Linked DNA regions of Oryctolagus cuniculus: regions 2 and 3 are each linked to region 1. Evidence: chromatin contacts called from public Hi-C and Micro-C data. All regions are on one chromosome and are shown on one strand. The core of a region is the stretch at or near the end of the contact, and the rest is flanking DNA. Distances in the headings are between cores, read along the strand shown. Region 1 holds the start of LOC108177713. Region 2 overlaps ADGRL2 (adhesion G protein-coupled receptor L2). Region 3 holds the start of ADGRL2 (adhesion G protein-coupled receptor L2).

Region 1 (3,391 bases), core at 228-2,727:
GCCGAGGCTGGAGCGCCGCGCTCTCGCGAATACCTTCACCCCCGTTCCAGAAATAAAATAAATGTTTTTAAAGTGCGTGTGTGTGCACGGGATGCAGAGCGCGCGCCAGCGGAGCGCGCGGAGGACCGAGCGCGCAGTGAGTGGAATTTGGGATGGGGAGGGCATGGCTGGAAGGGGTGTGTTGCTGTTTCGCGGGGAGAGGTTTTGGGGGGAGACTGGATGCTGAGCCCCGGGACCTGGCTCTGGGGTGGGGTGTGTGGGGGGGGAGGCCGAGTCGCCGGGGAGGGGAGGGGAGCAGAGCAGAGGGGAGGGGCGCGAGCCGGCGCAGGCCGCCTCCGGGGCGCGTTCCGCGGCCGTGCGCGCGCGTCCCTCGCCGCCGCCGCCGCCGCCCGGACAGCCCTGCGGCCGCCCCGCCGGCGGAGCCGGGGCCGGCCTGTCCTCCGGCGGCTGCTCGGCCGCCACCGCCGCCGCCACCGAACGGCTCGAGCCCGTGAGTGTCCCTTCGCTCCCCCTCCCCCCCGGCTCGGGCGCTCTGCCGCCGCAGCTGCTCCAATGGAGTGGAAAATGGCCATTGGGCGGCAATGAGTTATAGATTATCTGCTCCACGTTTTGTACTTAGCTGCCTGTAATCTGCTTTAGAGTTTGCCTGAGCCCCTTGCTGGAAAAATCAGGAGGGAGAGATTTGTCCTTTGCCGCGGTACACGCTAATATGTTTATATGATTAGCCGGACCCCGGGGGGGCGGCGTAGGTGGGGACTCGGTGCGGAGGCGGAGGCGGCGGCTGGAGGTGACTCCAGTTCAGACCTCGCTGAGTCTGTGTCAGGACTTCGCACTCCCCCGTCTCGATCCCTCTCTCAGCTCGCGCTCCCTCTCCCCCTCTCACTCTCTCGCCGCTCACACACACGCAGAGGTGCCGGAGCGAAGGCGGGAGCTTACCGGAGAATTCTTTGGGATTGTTGCGGGGCATCTCCCCTCCGTGGCTGTGCGTGGCGTGGCTCTGCCCTTGCTCCCCCTGCGTCCCCTCGCCTTCAGCCGTTCGTGGAGCAGCGGCCGCGGCTCACGGGGCCGGGAGACCCGAAATGTGAGGAGGGGCCGCCGCCGCCTCCCGCCCCAGGCCGCAGGGTCGGCGCGAGGGACGCCAGTCGGGCCGGCGCGGACGGCGGGCTCCGGGCTCCGCTGACAAACTGAGTTGGCCTCGCGCCGCCGGCGTCTGCCGCCCTCCCCTCGCGCAGCCGCCGCTTCCCGGGGACTCCCAAGTCTGCGCGCCTCTGTCGGGCTGTTTGCCTGCACCGCTCCTTGCGCACCGAGTCCCGAGCTCTTCCCCCTAAGGGAGCGAGCGGGCTGGGGGCGTGTGCGTGCGTGTGCAAGACCTCTCTCGCCGAGCGGCGTGCGGGAACTGCGGGAAAATGTTGACATAGCCCCAGGAGCCGCCCGGCGCTGGCTGCTTGGCTGGAGGCAGCGGCGGCCGAGCAGGAGGACGCGCCGAGCAGCGGCGCCGTGTCCGGCCGGCGCGCCGCGGCGCTGCCTCCCTCGCGGACCCGGCGGCCGGCGACCCACTCGCGGCCGGCCTCGGCCCTCCCGGGCCCCGGGTGGCTGCTGCCCTCGGCGCCTCACCCCGCGCGGCCCCCGCGCCAGACGGCCCTCCCCCGGGGCGCGCTCGCAGACCGAGGTAAGAGCTGCGGGAGCGAACAATGTGCCTCTATGGCCGGCTTCGGAGACCTGTTTGCTTTGCGCCTCCGGTCCGGGGGTGGGTGCTGGAGGTGGAGGCGCCGCGGGTTAGTTGGGGCTCGGCACGCTTCTGTTTCTGTTGGGCCGGGCCGAGGAGGGGGTGCAGCACCCGCGCGCCCCGGGCTGCTGGCCCCCTGCCCTGTCCCCCACCCCGGTTCCTCGGAGGTCGTTACGCACAACTCCCGGCTCCGTGCAGTCCGCTGCCCCTTTCGTCTCGGAGCTGGTGCCGCGCTCCGAGGCATTGGTCCAGTTGCCGGGGACCCCGGGGTGGGGGCGGTAGGACGGGGCTCGGGGAGCCGTGCGTGTTTTGATTTCTGAAAAGCTTAGGGTAGGAAGGTGCCGCCTGCCCTTTCGCAGCCAGGTTGGGGCGGGTGTGTGTGTGTGTGTGTGTGTGTGTGTGTGTGTGAAGCGCGCCCTCGGCGGGGCTGCCAGGCCCGAGGTGCGCGGGCCCACGGCCCGGCGGGGGACCCAGAGCCCTGTGGCCCGCAGCCCCCCGCGCCCCGCCCGCCCAGCCGACTCGTCCCGGCTGCGAGTGGAGCCGGGAGGCCGGGCGCTGGGAGCGAGTTCAGGGGAGTGGATGAGTTGTTGCGGGCTGTTTCTTCTCGGTGGTTAGGCTGTATGGAGAGGCGAGGAGGGCGGCGGAGCGCAGCTAGATGTGACCGGGCCGGCGCGGGGCCTGGGAACGATTAGGGGCGGCGGGCGGCCGCTGCCGGGGCGAGAGGGTGGCTGGGCTGGACCCGGCGGGGCCCAGAGGAGGGCAGGGAGCCTCCCAGACCCGCAGTGAGAGGGCAGCAGCGGGCCGCGCTGGGCCTGCGGGGGAAGTTACGGGGCGTGGGCTCCTGGCGTGACTGTGGAGCAGGGAGCCTGCTAGGTGGTGGTGCTGCGGGGCGGGGCGGGGGTGCCTAGTGGGGAGCGGGGCGCGAAGGCGTGGGAGGAGCACGAGGAAACGGGGACTCCGGGGTCACCGGCGTGGGCGTCTGGATTGGCTGGGACGACCCTGGGGCAGCGGGCGAGTGCGCCGAGCAGTGGGAGGCAGGCTTGCGAGATGCTTTCGCTTGGGGCCAGTAAAGTTTGTTCTTTCCGTCCAACTGCGGGGTTTGGGTCAGGGGAAGCCGCAGGAAGCTTGAGTGAGTTGCCAAGGTGTCCCCGAGTGGAGACTAAGGAACGTGTGAGTGTGTGTGTGTGTTAGGCTGTGTTTATTCCCCGGTCCCCTCAGTGCCCCAGAGCGCCGTTGGAGAGACAAGTCCTGCGGAGTCCGTCTTAGCCTTTGCGGTCTTCCAGGGGCTGCCCCCAGCCGGGTCCTTTCCCCCCTCGCCCCCCGCCCGCCGCCCCAGGCCCGCTCCTTCCGTGCTTTCTGATGCCAACTGTGGTGTCTCAGATGCAGACCGAGGAAATGTTTTCCTCCTGTTTCTTGAAAGGTGTCAGGCTGCTTAGCAGCTTCTCCCAGCAGCCTGGGAGCGTCTGAGCCGCAGCCACCAGCCATATGGTTCCCGTTACAAAGGCCGGGCTCTGAGGCACCCTCCTTCCCACCCCGCCCCCCGTTCTTTGATTTTCTTCTGCATTCTTTGCAGCGCGTGTGCTTCTCCTCTCCCTTCCAGAGGCGTAGAGTCACTAAGGACGTAGTTGGGGCATTCATTTCCCCGCCAGTGTTTATGTCTGGAAC
Region 2 (3,200 bases), core at 133-2,632, 390 kb before region 1:
TTGTTGTCACTGATGATGGCATGAGGGTGCCTGGGCTCTTTCCATCTCCTGAGTACATAAATTAGAAAATATGCAAGAATCTCTTTGATTCTTGTTTAATTTTGTTTAGTCAGTTGAATACATGTTTGTAAAATGTAGGAACCTCTATAATGTATGTATTATATATATGTAACTAATTATGCATGTATGTACATAAGCTATATATTTATGTATATATATATATATATTTAAGCTAGGACACTACATCAGCTATGAAAGTGTACCAAAACCTATTTCGGACGCAAACAGCAAGGAGCATGGGGCTGAGAGGGGAGCAGCCACACTGTCACTAAGCGTGACGTGTCTGTCAAAGTGGCCTGAAGTTCCGTGGATCAGTGTACACCAATCATCACAACTTTCAAAGGCTGCCAACATAAACTTTTAGAGCAAATTAGAAATTACATGTTGGAAAATGTGGGTTACCAAGGCATTCTTCACCCCTGGCTCGCCTCTCGGAGCCGGCTCATATTCTTGCGCCTCTCATTGGGCTGCTTTGAAAACACACTTCCCCTTTCTCTGCAGTTTCAGGGTAGAACAGGTCCCTTTCACTCCTGGAGACGGTAAATCACAGTTTGTGTGGTGGTTCTCAGAAGACACTTAAAGGACTGAATTGGATGCTCCACACAGCATCCTTGCCAAAAGAGTTCGGAAATGACTTCCAGCTTCCCACAGTAATAAAATGGCACTGTTTGGCATCTTTAAGGTAATAAAAGTGAATTTTTTTCCATTCTAGCAAATGAGAAGAGAGGCCTGGTTGTTTTAAAAAACTGATTAAAATTCATGTGTTTTCCTCAAATTATGGAGCGTGATACGAGCGCACTTAGGCGACCTCGAGACCACCTCTTATACGTGCGGCTCCCTGGGGGGAAACAGGCTGTGGGCAGAAGGGAGACTGGAAGCACCGCCAGGTGCCGTCAGCACTGCGGCTGTGATCGATAGGTGGCGCTCTTCCCTCTGAGTCAGTGTCAAGGAATCCCTGTGCTCTTTGGAGGATAGTTTGCTTTGCTTGAAGGAAACGTTTTGGATGTTCATCAGTGTCTCTGGCACTGTTAAGCGGCTGCTGAGTCTGATCGCAGACGCTGGCTGTGTTTTGGTGATGGGAAACACTTCCTTTAAGAAGGAAGCTGTGTAAGGCATTATAGTCATTTGTATACAAGACTTTAAAATTCGGTTTCACTCTCACGATTTCAAAGGAAAATCTTTGGCCATTCCTGTTTGACTCACAGGGTCTGGGAGGAAGTTTGATCGTCTTCCATTTCCCATCTGGTCATTCAAAAGGCACCTGCATCCCTGTGATTTCCCCTAGACTACACAATGCCACCAAGGGACAACAAACATTTTAGAGAAACCCACCTTTCAGAAAAGGAACTTAAACATTTAGAAGCTTGTCAACCAAAGGCAGGGGAAAATAGCTTTGTTTCAACTGAACCAGACACGGAAATCATACCTGCATTAACCAGAAAGGACAAGACTGATACTTTTTACCTAGGGTCCAACCCGCATTTGTCTTTCTTTATGTGCTGCAATTAGAAGGTTATTACAAGCAAATTAGTAGTATTACAGAAGAATTTTTAATGACTTGCTGATTTCAACTGTTGGCAAATACCCTCATCTACTCATCACGTTCTTAATTAAGAGACACCAATGTGTGTGTCCATGTAATCCCTTTGTTAAAATTATACAATAGCAGCCTCCACTCATTGGAGGCTGGTCCATTAATTAGGTAGATGAAACTTTTAAAGATGTTTCCAAGATGATTACACAAAAAGCAGGATGTGGACACACCCGGTTTAACAATAGTGGGGTGGGAGGGCTCTGTAACAAAAGATGTGATAAAAGGAAGAGGAAATATCACTGCAGTTCATAATGATGGTCTGTACACACTTGAGTGCATGTTTATGAAGCCTAGGACAGCTCAGTTCAACAAAGAGAGAATTAGATGTAAATGCTAATGCCTTTTGTTCACAAATACTCCCGGTGAGTATGACCCAAATCAGAGCCTCCGACTCCGGGTGGGTAACCATCTGTGATAAAATGCAGAGAATTTCCTTCTGGGCTAGTCCTGAAATACCGCTGGAGGCAGCATTCTTGCAGCTAGTCCCCCGACCTTCACCTTCAAGCACCGTTATTTACCTATTAAATTATGTGGTCTTCAAGCAGACTCAAGAAAGAGATTGAAGAATAAAAGGTGTAGGCGCTGAAAACTTCTCATCATCCATAAATCGTGACATACTGTATTTATAGACCTATATTTGGCCTTATTCTTTTATAATATAATTAACTCATTTTCTCAATACTTTAAGTTTTTCAAAACCAGGGACCACATCTTATATTTAACTATGCATAAAATAGTTAATAAAATTATTTGTTGAATCAATTAATAAATGAATAAACCTGTGAAAATGACTGTCTCACTTTCCTCATTGCTAAAACAGAAGTAATTTTACTTTTAGCAAATGTGTAAGAGTAAAAACATTCATATTCTTGATTTTTTTTAAATGCAAGAAATTTAGTCCTAAATATAGAAACTGTACTATGCATATTCTAAATTGCTTTCCTGCTTAAAAAAATTAAAGGTAGAAAAATATATACTGATGATAGCATATTCAACATTTCTGTCGCTTGTATTAGCAGGGATTTGCTGAAGAGCTTATGGTTATACATAAACTTGTCTCCCACTTGCTACCTCATCTGAAACTTAACCTAAAATCATCTATTTATCTTCTCTTGTTCCAAGTATTATTGAATATAAGTAGGAGACAAAACAACTAGTTTCCTTTGAACATTTCTAATTGTAATTGCCTATTCTAACATGCATATTTTGCATCCAAATGATATTTGCATTCATGGAATTGAAAAAATTTCACTTATCTACTCATTTAACATGTAGTGGTTGAATGTTCATCATGTACAAGGCAATCGACTAAATGCGGAGATGCAACAGAAAGCACTCTGTATCTCTTTAGTCTACATGTTCAGAGTTATCTAATTCTGCCAGTTTACTTTGATTTGGTCAATGGTCCTAAATGATCATTTAGGATGAAGATTTCCTTAAGAGAGTCATTCTGAAAGTTGTCCATTCTTAAGAACCATCTGTGACTGTGTTTGTAGTAAAACGGGTTCTGAATTTAATTCCCCTGGAATCAGGCAATGTAGGTCTG
Region 3 (3,534 bases), core at 546-3,045, 500 kb before region 1:
GATGAATGACTGAGTCAGCCCTAGTGCCCAGAAAGTCATGACTCAAATCCTAAGCATACCTTTAGAAAGGCACCCCCTGGTATAAAGAGTGAGCACTCAATTATGCATACATGTTAAGATATAATCTAGCTTTATTGATACTGTGATGGCGATCTTATATATGGTAAGACATTTATACTATATTAATTTTATTTGCTTTTATTTCATGAGGATACAGAACACTATAATTTCTGAATCTAATTATTACAGTAAGCAATAATCCAATTATTACAGTAAGAACATACTGAGTATGGAAAATATAGTGTTTTGCCATTAATTTCAAGATTATTTCTGTAAAATGTAGCAAACACCTAAAATATGTAAGAGACACTTCCAAAATTTTTAAGGAGATCTTTTAAAAGAGATTGTACCCTCCCTGACTCAAAGGAGTTTACAACCTGAAAAGTAATATGAAGACCGCAATAATATTACAGGTCTAATCTGTATACAAGCTGTGTCCAAATTGATATAAAAACCTGAGAACTCAACCATCCACTCAGAGAGCAATCAGACAGTTGGATGTCAGAGACATAAAATAACTATTGTCTTCACGCTTTTACTTTCAAGCAATTGTTTCCTAAACACTGTTATAGTCACTAAGTCTGCACACTTCAGAAATTTCAGATCTTCACAAAGTCTCATGGAAATGTGTTAGCTTTTTCCTTGAGATTTCTTTTAAAGTATCACTTCTGTCCATCAAGTCAGAGTTTTTGTAAGTGTAGTGGGTTTAAATCCTTTATCTTTCCTGGTAGGATGTGGAGCTCCGACCACAGCAAAAATCTGACTGGAGTCTTTAATACTGTCTGCAAATATCGCTCATATGCTTGTGTTGAGATGAGATCTTTAACGCCATTTGGGGAAATACTGGAATACTGGAAATAACTGGTATTCGGTTTGCCCCAAGTTAATGCTGGCTTCTACAAGGGGTTATGATCAATTCAGTCAGTTTTGTTTGTTGGGTTTTTTTTCTTTGAATTGCCCTAATTGCCTGGCTAGGCATCTGCAAACACCTTTATACAAAGAGAAGGCAGGCTTCAGGTTCACTTACTCAGAAGAGGGTCGTTCCCTTCTGAGATCTGCTGCTGACTTACTGACTGACAGATGCGAATGTGAGTACACCGGGTAGCAACACAGGGAAGCTCTAAAGATGCTAAATGGAGAAGCAAGTGATAATTATAGATTGCAAAATACATCTACATTGAAAACAAAGGCTTTTCTATTCTGAAATTCCAACAAGAAGCAATATGCGGGGGGGGGGGGGGGGGGGCAGCTTAGAACAAAAAAACAACAGAACAATACCAAAACAAAACAAAACAACAAAACCCTCTCTTTCAATAGATCATTTGGGTCTTTAAAATAATTAAACAATAATAAACATTCAAATACTATTTTTTACTTGCATTGTAGTATGTGTCTCTAGATATATAAAAGTTAAGAGGACTTAATCCTTCAAAATAAATATTGCACTAACTGAACAAATATCTATGTTCTTTCACTGGAATCTATGCCATTCAAGTCAAAACACTGATCGCATTCAAAACTCAGAGTTTTATTCAAATTTGCTTACCTAGCTACTAATAAAAGATTTTTTTTGGCATACTGTCTAAAATCCTAATGACAAAAAAGGAAGAATCATAACATGTTCATAAAAATTGGATCAGATCGAACATTGCTAATCTGGGTATATTTTTCCCTGTGATTAACCAGTTCTTAATGACAACATTTCTTATCTTACAACTGTGACATGAAGAGGGAGCTGTAGCTCTTCTGAGACACAGTTCTGCAAGAACCAGCTTATCCACGCTCTCCGATCTCCTGTCTGTTTCTCTTTCTCTCTCCCTCTCTTGCGCTGTCCCTCATTCATTCACTCTTCCATCTTTTTGCCATTGTGCCAGCTCAATTTAAATGTATCTGCTCTGTATCTGTTCAAGTGGAGATAATCCATGCAAATCAGGAGCAGTGGCTCTCCATGCTCGGTTCACAGAGAGGACTCAGCTTGAGGAGGTCACTCGTTCACAGCCGCTCCTCCCATTATATTTTTCCCCTTATTGCAGAACTGCTGTATGTACACAGTGACTGAAAGGACTCAATTTACTGCAACTGCTGCCTGGCTTTACTTACAACTTTTTTTTTATAAAGGAACTTACCTCCATCTGTCTTTTCAAGGTAGGAAGTCTGATTCTTCTAAGGACGTGTGTAATGCCTCCACTGTCTGCTCATTATCAAATGTCACTTGAATGCTTTATATTGTTGCTGGCATTAGGCGCAAATGCTGCGATTCCAGGTGCCTCGCGCTTTTGTTACTTAACGGTATAGGTACAATTGTTTAAGTGCCGGGTATTGTAACGCGTATTTTCCCGGCAGCCAGCTTCAGTTGTACAATGCCTGAAAGATTGTAGAGTGTCCACTCTCTGATCTAGAAATACAATGCTCTATCAAGTTTTCCCTCTTAAAAAAATAATAACCTCTCAATATGTTCTAACTTAGCATGTATCCTGGCCAATAATAAGGAAGTGTAAGATTCAGTCGTGTTGAGATTTTTTTTTAAACTAGAACCTTCCTGCAGCATTTTCTGTGAAAAAGAACTAACTGTTGGAATGTTTTTAACAACAGCAAGAAAGGGATAGATTTTACTTCATTCTGCTGCAAAGCAAGAAGCTGAAGGCCTTCTTGCTAACAGGCCTGTCAAATAGATTTATTCTTCGCAATTCATAAATTGTCACTAGGCTATGCAGAAGTATTACAATTAGTGAGGAGTCAGTTACTGTCATTATCTATGCTACTATTTATTGTCTCGAGATTGCAATTGCATTGTAAAAAAAGTTTAATGTAGTCAGGCTTTTAAAACCGTTATGTTTGTATAGCACTGTTTGGGATCATTTCTTAAGTATGATTTTTTAACAGCCAAATGGTTAAGTTCATATTAAAAATGAGTGTAAGAGGCTAACAGATCTGACAACATACATGCTGATTTATGAAAGCAATGCCTAGGCTTACATTAGTTCATGTGTTTCCTTGAAGTTACTTGTAATAATATTTTAATCATCCCTTAGTCATTTTGATTTTAAAACATAGTAATATGTCATAAAATTACAGACTCCAAAATCCCTTTTTGATTAGTACAAATATAATTAGAACATTCCAGTTACAATTTAGATTTCAGTACATGCCATATGTCTTTGAAAGTGCTCCTTTTACCTTATTAATGTAATTTCACATTTACCACCTTATTTTGTTAAGAAGGTTTTGACATGCAGCTGTGACAAGACTATTTAGTCTCTTGGATAAGATAGAATTGGAGCTAAACAGTAAACAAAGTTGACAGTCCTGAAAAGAAAAAAAAAATCATCCTCTGATATACTGAATAGTTCTGATGGCATAAATCTTAGATTTCATCTTCTAGGTAGATACTTGTAGTTAGTGTGGATCGAGGGAAAAAATTTATTATCCATATAAAATATCTCAGTGCCAAAAATGTGCAGTTCTTTTTCTTTT

What was found. Hi-C and Micro-C count contacts between places; a contact is called where the count stands out from the background.
Region 2: a contact with region 1 is called in a Hi-C map of an unstated tissue, with 3 times the contacts expected there. The contact joins the enhancer-like site here to the promoter of LOC108177713 in region 1. A contact is called at or near these places in 3 of 6 Hi-C or Micro-C datasets (ear pinna, psoas muscle and an unstated tissue).
Region 3: a Micro-C map of ear pinna shows a contact between it and region 1, with 5 times the contacts expected there. The contact joins the promoter of ADGRL2 here to the promoter of LOC108177713 in region 1. A contact is called at or near these places in 2 of 6 Hi-C or Micro-C datasets (ear pinna and an unstated tissue).

The regions. Positions count from the first base shown.
Region 1 is chr7:89,709,119-89,712,509 of mOryCun1.1, reverse strand. It overlaps LOC108177713, which reads right to left and starts at 1,477. Exons shown (of 5, transcript XR_011390604.1): 1 at 937-1,477. The region is part of intron 4 of ADGRL2 (adhesion G protein-coupled receptor L2); the gene reads left to right.
Region 2 is chr7:90,100,618-90,103,817 of mOryCun1.1, reverse strand. The region is part of intron 1 of ADGRL2 (adhesion G protein-coupled receptor L2); the gene reads left to right. The region is part of intron 1 of LOC138850623 (a long non-coding RNA gene); the gene reads right to left. Among named protein-coding and RNA genes, the nearest start is that of TMSB4X, 24 kb to the right of the region's middle. Within about 2 kb of position 1,382, at least 1 of the 8 cell types and tissues checked has an H3K27ac peak or open chromatin away from gene starts, as enhancers often do.
Region 3 is chr7:90,207,559-90,211,092 of mOryCun1.1, reverse strand. It overlaps ADGRL2 (adhesion G protein-coupled receptor L2), which reads left to right and starts at 1,795. Exons shown (of 25, transcript XM_070078187.1): 1 at 1,795-2,205. All of the region lies in intron 1 of LOC103350141 (a long non-coding RNA gene), which reads right to left.